Regions from separate parts of the Podarcis muralis genome. Here region 1 is linked to region 2. A link is a contact called in public Hi-C data. All regions are on one chromosome and are shown on one strand. The core of a region is the stretch at or near the end of the contact, and the rest is flanking DNA. Distances in the headings are between cores, read along the strand shown. Region 1 holds the start of HES3 (hes family bHLH transcription factor 3). Region 2 holds the start of LOC114603146 (claudin-16-like).

The links. Hi-C and Micro-C count contacts between places; a contact is called where the count stands out from the background.
Region 1: a contact with region 2 is called in a Hi-C map of tail, with 2.1 times the contacts expected there. The contact joins the promoter of HES3 here to the promoter of LOC114603146 in region 2. A contact is called at or near these places in 2 of 3 Hi-C or Micro-C datasets (blood and tail).

The regions. Positions count from the first base shown.
Region 1 is chr7:28,454,988-28,460,037 of rPodMur119.hap1.1, reverse strand. It overlaps HES3 (hes family bHLH transcription factor 3), which reads left to right and starts at 1,935. Exons shown (of 4, transcript XM_028740473.2): 1 at 1,935-2,122; 2 at 3,111-3,206; 3 at 4,004-4,088. The coding sequence starts at 1,991.
Region 2 is chr7:28,295,690-28,300,282 of rPodMur119.hap1.1, reverse strand. It overlaps LOC114603146 (claudin-16-like), which reads left to right and starts at 2,727. Exons shown (of 5, transcript XM_028741937.2): 1 at 2,727-3,016; 2 at 4,174-4,300. The coding sequence starts at 2,927.

The sequences.
Region 1 (5,050 bases), core at 686-3,185, 160 kb before region 2:
TCCTCTCTACTAAGGCCTGAGTGAAAGCACTCTGCACATGCTCAGAGGCACATGTCATGTCTCCAGTGGCTCAGCCCTGGCACAAAGAAGCAACTCTGATGCCAATCCCCGACCCCAGGGAAGAAAGTGTGGGGTGTGATGGGAAGAAAGAGGGCTGTGCTGTGAGTCTGGAAGCCCTCTGTTTCGTCTTGCTTCTGCCACAAAGCCCTGAGGTGGTCTTTGGCAAATGTGGTGACTTGCGACATGGGGTGCTGTCACCCTTACTGGCCTACCTTGCAGGGGTGTCTTAAGCACCAGCAAAAGCAAGGAAGTGTAGAAAACGCTGCAGGAACATAGGAAGCTGCCATATATGGAGTCGGACTGCTGTGTTCCATCTGGCTCAGTAGCGTCTACACGGACTTGGAAGCAGCTCTCCAATATTTCAAACAGGGAGTCTTTCCCCAGCTCCACCTGTAGACCCCGTGGGGATTCGAACCTGCGGCCTTCTGCATGCAAGACAAGTGCCCTGCCACTGAGCTACGTCTTCCTTGCAGCTATAGAGGGAGTTGAGCAGAGTCCTATCCCCTGGGGGTTCCCTGGGATGAGAAAGGAGGACAGGGGAAAGTGGAGCATTCCCGACCACTTAACAGCAAGCGGTGTGCCTGCCCCCCCCCCCCCTTGCATCCTCGCTGCCATGCTTTAATGGGACACATGTCCAGGCGGAGCTCAGCGAGAGCGGCTACGCTCTTTTACAGTCACAAAAAGGCAGAAAATTGCTACATTGTCCAGCTCTCCTCCTTCGTCCCCAGCATGAAATGTGCGGATGGATGGCCACTCAGGGAGACCCCCCTGAGAGGAAGGGCTTTGGATCCTGGCTCTTCAACTGCAAGGGAGCCTAAACATTTCTTTTATCGAGGCACTGCGCGTGGCTCTCCATTTCAACCTTACAACAACCCTGTAAGGTAGGTTAGAGACCCAGAGGCTGTGGCCGAGCCAAGGTCACCCAGTGAGCTTCGGGGCCGAGAGAGGATTCGAACACTGGTCTCTCCCACGTCCTTGTCTGAGACTCCTCGAATCACAGCACCAGGAGGAGGAAGGGCTGGGATGAGAATGGGAAGGGAGCATACAACCCTCAAGCCAACATTTGGCGACTTACAACGCAATCCTATATTTCAGGTCATGAGTTAAACGGGCTGCGCTTAGGGCTGAAGTCGGATTCAGCTGTTGATTGGCTGCTTTGCCTAGGATTTGTCCCCCAACCTCCAGTGTACAGTGGTACCTCATGTTACATACGCTTCAGGTTACAGACTCCGCTAACCCAGAAATAATGCTTCAGGTTAAGAACTTTGCTTCAGGATGAGAACAGAAATCGTGCAGCAGCGGCACGGCGGCAGCGGGAGGCCCCATTAGCTAAAGTGGTGCTTCAGGCTAAGAACAGTTTCAGGTTAAGTACGGACCTCCGGAACGAATTAAGTACTTAACCCGAGGTACCACTGCATTTGGATTAAGCAAGCGCCAGGATCCAAGTGCCATAATCAACTCATTATTATTTGGCCTGGGCGTTTTTACAGGAGACAAAACAGTCCCCACTTGAGCCTTTAAAGCAGTCGTCCCTGGGGTTAAGCAAGTGCTTAACTGATCAACAAAGAGGTTATGGAGTCCCTTTTGGCTTCCCTCCTGATCCTAGCTTGTTTGTAGGCTGTGTGGAAATGGGAAAGCGCTTTGTACATGCTCGAGGGACATTACAATGAGGAACAATTCACCAGGGGCGTGGGGTGGGTGTTGCTGCCTTCCACCACCAAGCCCCTCTTCCTCTCCCCAAAGGCCTGGATGTTTCTAAGTAGGCAAAGCGCATGATAACAAATCTGTCCTTAAAGCGGGACCTGAAAGCCGTTTGATGCAGGCAGATCCCAATGCCTGTATCCCGCCCTCCATCTCTCTGCAAGCCGCTACCCTCTCCTCCACCCTCCACCACTTCCCTCCCCTTTGCGGGGGAGGTTCCCCAGCCTGAATGGACCCATTGAAATGGAAAAACGACTCCGGAGATAAAATGCCACCTCCTTGGTGCAGGGAGGGCAGAGGATGCAGGATGGGTACGGACCACAGACTGCAAGAGAGGAGGGCGCTCAATTCCTTCCGCAAGGTTGGTGGGTCTGATGCTACAGATGGGAGCAAAAGGACAGGGGGCAGCCTACCTGCCCTCCCTCCCCAGGGTGGAAACAGAAAAGGGTCCCTTTGCCATGTGTTTTTGCCCAGGGGTTAATGTGTTCCCAAGATCAGCATGGCACCTGTTTCCAATGCCAGGAATAGTTGGAGATTCCCCTGAGCTTATATAGGGAGAAACTGCAAAAAGCCAGTAGTCAATATCTAGACAAAAAAAGATTGCTCTGACCTGAAAGCTCTTCCCCACCCACCCACAATCTACAGGTGTCTGGCAACTCTCTGTAGGCAGTAGGGGCACCAGCAAAAAATATGGGGGGGCACAGAAGGGGAAAAGTTTATTTCTATGTGGGCAAGTTGTGTTGTGCCCCACATAATAACATCTCTGAAAGATAATTAACAGTCTCTGTTAATGGCAGAAGTCCAGCCACAGGAGGCAGACAAGTGGTGAGAGTGAGATTCTTTGTGGGGGGTGCTTGCCCCTCTGCCCCCCCCCCGGCACCACCTATGTCTTTATTCTGTGGTGGAAAGAATGCACTCTGTGTGCACTCAGGAGTCTCTTCATCTCTTCTCGCTTCAGAAGTTGTATACCTTTTTTAAAAAATGGCATTTGAGACAAAAAAAATTGTAGTAAGCAACGAATGAATATGTAATAATATGGTATTATGTGATATAATGTGGTTTAAGTTCCAGAGTTAAGCCTGGCTGATACCTGAAAGGCAGTGCGGTGTAATGGTCAGAGTGTTGGACTTCTAAGTGTTCTAATTTCCTCCGCTTCCATTAAGCTTGGGAATCAGTCCCTGCCTCTCAGCCTAACCTACCTCACAGGGTGGTTGTTGTCGTTGGGATTAAATTAGGAGGGGGAGAACTGTGCATGCCACCTTGAGCTCCTTGGAGGGGGGGAAGTGGGACTGAAATGTAATAAATAAAATAAACAAATAAATAGATCCCCCCCGTGTGCATTTTCTCAGGTCTCCAAACCCCTCATGGAGAAGAGGAGACGAGCTCGCATCAACCTCTCCCTAGAGCAACTCAAAGCTCTGCTGGAAAAGAACTACTCCCATCAGGTGAGGCTCCCACTTCCCTTGCATTTCCAGGAGAGAGGGAGAGTCAGGGAGCCAGTTTATCTCCATGGAAGCGGGTTACATTTTACTTTGAAAATGACAGAGGCAGGAGCACAAAGGACCCCCTTCTCCTCTTCACCCTCTCCGTCTTTTTACCTTTTTCATCACACCAGTGTTGGAAGAACGGAGCAGCTCAGTGGTGGAGCACTTGCTTGGCATGCAGAAGGTCCTAGTTTTAATCCCCAGTGGTAGGACTGGGGATGTCTCCTGCCTGAAACCCTGGAGAGCCACTGCTAGTCAGTGAGGACAATAACACACTAGATGCATCAATAGTCTGGCTTAGTATAGGGCGGATTCTGATGTTCGTAAGTGCAGGATGGGGTGGGGGTGGGGGTCGGCAGAAGGGAGGCGCTTGGTACATCAGGGGACAGGTGGTGAGACTCCAGTACCCTTGCTTTAGAACCAGCAACGTTGAAATAGGGGCCCATCTCATCCCCCTGTAGTGTTGTGTTCCAGACCAAAACCTAGATTCAAAGCCCCACTCAGCCATGGAAAATCTGCTTGGGTGACCTTGGGGGCTAGCCACTGGCTCTCAGTTTAACCCACCTCGCAAGGCTGCTGTGGGGATTAAATGAGTGGACATGGGATAGAAATGCAATAAATAAGTTACTTCCATCCTTCGACCCAGCTGAGAGAGAAGCCAACAGAGTTATGGGGGGAAGTCATTCACTAAGGGCAGGACAGGAAGAAATGTCCCCAGTAACCCCTTGGCTTTCTTTGGTTTGGTGGGGAAATTGCAGATCCGGAAACGCAAGCTGGAGAAGGCAGACATCCTGGAGCTGAGCGTAAAGTACATGAAGAGCCTACAGCCCTTGGCCCACCAAGGTAAGCCACCCAAATGGAACCATGGAACCCAATTAAGGAAGCATTGGTAGATTAACATTTTAGCTGATTGACATAGGGGAAAGCAACACCTCAAAAAAGATTGATTGCTTCAGCTATAATGCTACACACACTTGGGTCTAAGCCCCCTTGAGCTCAATGGAGCCTACTCCTAAGTAGACATGCACAGGGTTGCACTGTCCCTTGGGTTTCTAGAATGATGTATCAAAGAAGCCATAGTTTCAGAAGAGGCATTCTCTTTCTGCCCACACAGAGGCAGAGATGCCGCTTGCTGTTCACAGTTAGTAGCCATATTTTTTAAAATAAATAAAAAAAGTTGGGTTTTTTTGTTTTTAAAAGTCTGCTGACTGATCATTCAAGGACACATTTTCATTAAAACAAAACAAAACGTACTGCAGTTGATTAACCGACTAATTGACCAAACACTACAAGTGCTAGCAAATTGTAACTGATCATCAGACCATCACAGTTCTGAGCAAAAATAAAAAAGGAAGATCAGCTGGAGTCCTAGCAGAGTGTTTTTACACAATCGACTCTTGCAGGACACAAATTAATAGTGACCAGGTGGCTCCCCAGTTGTTATTGGGGTACAACTCCCATCATTCTTGGCTGTTAGCCTGAGGCTACTGGGAGTTGAAGTCCAGAGACGTCTGAAGGGCCCCAGGTGAACCTTCACTGCCTCTGACAAGAGCAGCTTCTGATAATTAACCTCTAGTGGTTCCGAAAGTGGGCAAGAACACTCTCTATGGGACAGTGGGATTAACTGGGGGGCAGGGGCAAGGGAGTGGGGTGGCAGCACTGGAAATGTAAAATACTACCAGACTTTGGAAAGCTGGATCTAGCTAATTAATTTTGTTGAATTAGCGAAACCAATTAGTTTTAATTTGATTTTGAATCAATGCACAATTAATTGCTCCTGTTCTGAATTTTATTCTTCCTCAGTG
Region 2 (4,593 bases), core at 1,478-3,977:
AACCAGCGATGGAAAAGTACAAGAGGAGCAGGAATGGTCAGTGCCCATTGGGACTGGTAGAGCAGGAGGCAGGAGAAAGTAGTATATTTGGGAGAAGCCTAGCTATTAGCCTTTCAGAGGGGCAGAACAGTCACTGAATGCTGCAAAGCACCACCTAACCAAACTTAGGCCACAGGATCCTGGGAGGAAGGAGCTGTTCTGCAGGCATGAGGCTTTTCCACGGGTTTAAATGATGGTATTCAGCTCCCCCTTCTGGCCATGAGAGCAATGAAAGCTCATTGAAAGGAAATGCTTGCATCACCAAACAATTAGGGCAGTGACAGGAAATGTTGCCCTGCCCTCGCATGAAGTCCTGGGTTTCCAATTTTGGGAGAGGGGAAGTTGCCTGCTGGGGAGCAGCACTGGGGAGATGGCAGGCGGCCGAGGCCCCCTATATTTAGAGGCCCTAGGATTCAGCCTACTTAGCCTATACAGTGGTACCTCAGGTTAAGTACTTAATTCGTTCCGGAGGTCCGTACTTAACCTGAAACTGTTCTTAACCTGAAGCACCACTTTAGCTAATGTGGTCTCCTGCTGCTGCCGCACCGCCGGAGCACGATTTCTGTTCTCATCCTGAAGCAAAGTTCTTAACCTGAAGCACTATTTCTGGGTTGGCGGAGTCTGTAACCTGAAGCGTATGCAACCTGAAGCATATGTAACCTGAGGTACCACTGTACATAAATCTGGCACTGGCTATATCCTATACAGGAGCAGGGCCGTCTTAACCGTTGGCACTAGGGGTGCACGGCACCAGGGCGCCGGGCTCTCAGGGACACTAGGGGCGCCGGGTAGATCTTTGCGCCCCGGCGCTGCATATGCTTAAGACGGCCCTGTGAATGAGCTCAGTAGAAGGCAGTTCTCTCCTCCTGTTCTGCTTAGAGTGTCTCCTTCACTGTAGTTTCAAGGATGGCACAAGAAGATCGTCACCTCCACTTGGGTTGATCGACCCGGCGCCCCTAGGTTGCCCAGAATTGTCGACCTTTTAAAGGAAATAGTTCTTTTTTAAAGGAAATAATTGTTTACCTTTAGAACAGTTGTGGGACACAGGGACTCACAGCACCAAACCAAAAGGGGTGCCAGTGCCCCACGCACAGGGGCATATGAAGGGGGTGCGGGTTCCATGCTGGGGGGGACAAAATGTCAGGCAGCATGCACAGTCACTGTGCTGTCTGCCCGCTGCCTTCCCCCGCATGGCGATTAACGGTTTCGGCTGCGTGTGCAGCACCCAGAGGGCCGTGTAATGTTGTGGGCACTGTGCGACGCATCCTGCTGCGTGCGCCAAGCTGCGGGTTCCTTTGCTGGCTTTTCCGCTGTTGGCACACACTCCCAGCAATGTCCAACATGGGGTGCCAGTGCAGAACAATGGGGAATGCAAGCGGCATCGGAGGCAACATCTCCAGACAGGATCCATGTGCTCCTATTTGTCGAGTTTTGTTGCTGCCTTTGGTGCTGTCAGTGCGCTGCGGATCCCACCACAATGTTACATGGTGCTCTGGGCGCGGCGCCCAAACAGTTAGCTGCCATGCAGCTGGGGCAAGAGCCAACAACTGAGCCTAGCCAAGCCTGTTGGAGCACTGTGGGTTCTTCTGCTGCTGTGGCTCAGCGTGAGTTCGGGGGCGAGTGTTGGAGTCCAGGGAAGAGCCACCTGCAGCAGAAGAGCCGGTGGCACTCCAACGGGCTCTGCTCCACTCAACTGTCGGCAGCTCTTCCCCGGACTCCAACACTCGCCCCCAGACTCTCAGCCTGGTGTCTCTGAGAGCCCGCGCCCTGGTGCCGTGCACCCCTAGTGCCAACAGTTAAGACAGCCCTGCTCCTGGTGCTATTAACAGTAATCCTTCTATGGTTAATTGGTTCAGCAACTTCCATGCACATGATGTGTGATGCTAATTATTTTCCCCAAGAGTTAAATGATAAGTAACCAGATGCAGCTACAGGAGAGCTATGAGATTCAGGTGAGGGTCAGATGCCTTGTCAATCCCAGCAGGTATATAAGAGGACGACCCGGCCTGCCCACCATTCTCCTAGAGAAGAGAAGCCTAGCATGGAAGACTTGTGTATAGTACACAGATCTGAAAGGGCCGCAAAGGGTAAACCACCCAAAAAGTATGCTGAAGAGTTTGCCAAAACAGTCATAGCAGATACAGCTGCTGTTAGTAACTCGGAGAAGGTTTGGGAACCTTCAGTCTTCCAAGAGGTTCAAAGTTTAACCTCAGAGGATGCTGAGCCATGGTTTAATGCCATGAAGGCTGAACATGATTCCTTAGAGAGGAACAAGACATGGGGACTAGTTCCAGGCCTGCTCAGGCCACAAAAGGTTTACAAAGTTCAGTTACTGCAAAAGTTTTTCAGTGCTAATTTTATGCATTTTTAAAAATCACCATGGTATTTAACAATAATATCTTATGTCCTTTAGAGGAGAAATTGTGAATTGTAGAATTTTAAATACCCGTCATCATCCTTGGCTTCACTCAATTTTGTTTGTAACACTCTTCGATTTTCTTCTAGTTGGGAGGGTGGGGGTGAGGAGGGGCCTCACAAGTGGAGTAACCCAGGGCCTCTCTTTATCTGGCCCTGCCAACAGGTCCCAGAGCTGGCTGGCTGGCTGCCTCTTCCGTTCCGCCTGACATTTAAGCTTCTCTGTGCCCCATTAATCTCCGCAGCCAAAGCCTCCCATTTCATTAAAAGGCACCGCTGCATGTTCGGCCCCTAAGCCAGGCCCAATGAGGAGGTCTCCAAGCATCCAGGTTTTAGCGAGGGGGGTGGCTTTCCAATGCCTAGTGTTCCCTTGTCTGGGCCAGGTGGGAGAACCCCTTAGGGCAGAAGGACAGAGCTGGAGCCCAGTGGGGCTGGCTGCTGGGCCCTTTACTCCTTCCACAAAGTCTCTTCCATGGGGCTGACCGCGAGCCTGCTCTCCATTTTCTTGGGGGCCTTTTCCTTTGTCTGTACCGTGGGTGCCATCTGCACAGACTGCTGGCAGGTAAGAAGAGCAAGCCATTTCCCTTGCCACTCTTCAGAAAGGGTCTGGGAGGGGCACCTGGTTGGTTGGTTGGTTGGTTGGTTGGGTGCCAGGAATAAGATATGTGCTCCAAATGTCCCCGTTTGCCATATTTCCTTGTCTCTTTCTCGGGATGAGGGCTCAGAGAAGGAAATCACTGCCCCTGATTCATGCCTTTTACAGATGTCTTGTTAAAATTCTGGCTGTGGCCATGCTTCAGGGTTCAGCTTCCTCTCCAAGGAGTTTCTAGAATGGGGAAGGACAGCTGCTGGTCCCTAATTTCATCTATAGAATACTGGAGGGAAATAGAAAGGAATGGGAAGGGCTAGGAGTTTAGGTCTACGATTTCATTGCCTTGTGCATAATTGGGCTTTTCGTTCCCTTAGGTATCAGAGAGTGGAGGAATGTATTAGTTCCTAAGGGTTTAAGCAGAGTTGGTGGGAATTTTAAAAGGGGTTAGTCGCTTCCAGGGGTGTTGCTAGGTATTTTAAAGCATTTGAAATTTAGGCAAAGGCCCATGACCCAGATTTGCATCAGATTTTCATATGCTCATTTATAACAGTCTTTGGGCAATTTCAGAGGGCATGTGATTGAAGGGGGGGGGGTGGAGGAATTTTGTCATTGCTGTGCTTTGTAAGTAATTTTTGTCATTGCTGTGCTTTGTAAGTAAGTGGTATGAGCTTTTCAAAAAGCTCATAAAACCTTGAGAACTTCCCCATAAAATTCACAGAATGATGTACAGGTGAGCCAATATTATCATGGTTACTTTATTAAAATTACAACCCATCCTTCCAGATGTTATCCGTCTAGTACCTATTACTGAGGCTGTGGCATTGGCTGCATACATTTAAAGCACATGTATCCTCCTCTCAAAAGAAATAATCCTGGGAACTGTAGTTTAAGAACTGTAAACCACAGTTCCCAGAATTCTTTGTGGTAAGGAAATGCTTAAGATGCATGGTGCATGCGTAGTCTCTGCTATGATCTAGCTGCCAGCAGATAGCCCTGCCTTAGCTGCTGCACCGCTTCAACTGAACAGGTGTCTAAGTGTTTTAGCCCCGAGTGGTCCATCTATTGAAGACCAGTAACTGATCTGAGGCTCCCTCACTCCTGCCTCCCCTTCCCCCCATCTCTTCCAGGTGAACAGCAAAGGCTCTGTGGTCCTCAGCATGCGTTGCCGAGGACTATGGGGAGAGTGCGTTTGGGACAAGTTTGTCAAAATCTGGACCTGCGATGTCTTCAGCTCTTACCTGAACCCGCATCCCGGTAAACGTCACGTCCCAAATCTGACCATCGAGCTCCACCAAGCTGCTGTCAAGGATGACCCCTTTTAAAGACAGCTCCCTGGTTGGCAGGGACACAGGTGGCACTGTGAGTTAAACCACAGAGCCTAGGACTTGCCAGTCAGAAGGTTGGCGGTTCGAATCCCCGCGATGGGGTGAGCTCCCATTGCTTGGTCCCTGCTCTTGCCAACCTAGCAGTTCGAAAGCATGCCAGTGCAAGTAGATCAATACCATAGGTACCACTTTGTCGGGAATTTAAATGGTGTTTCAGTATGC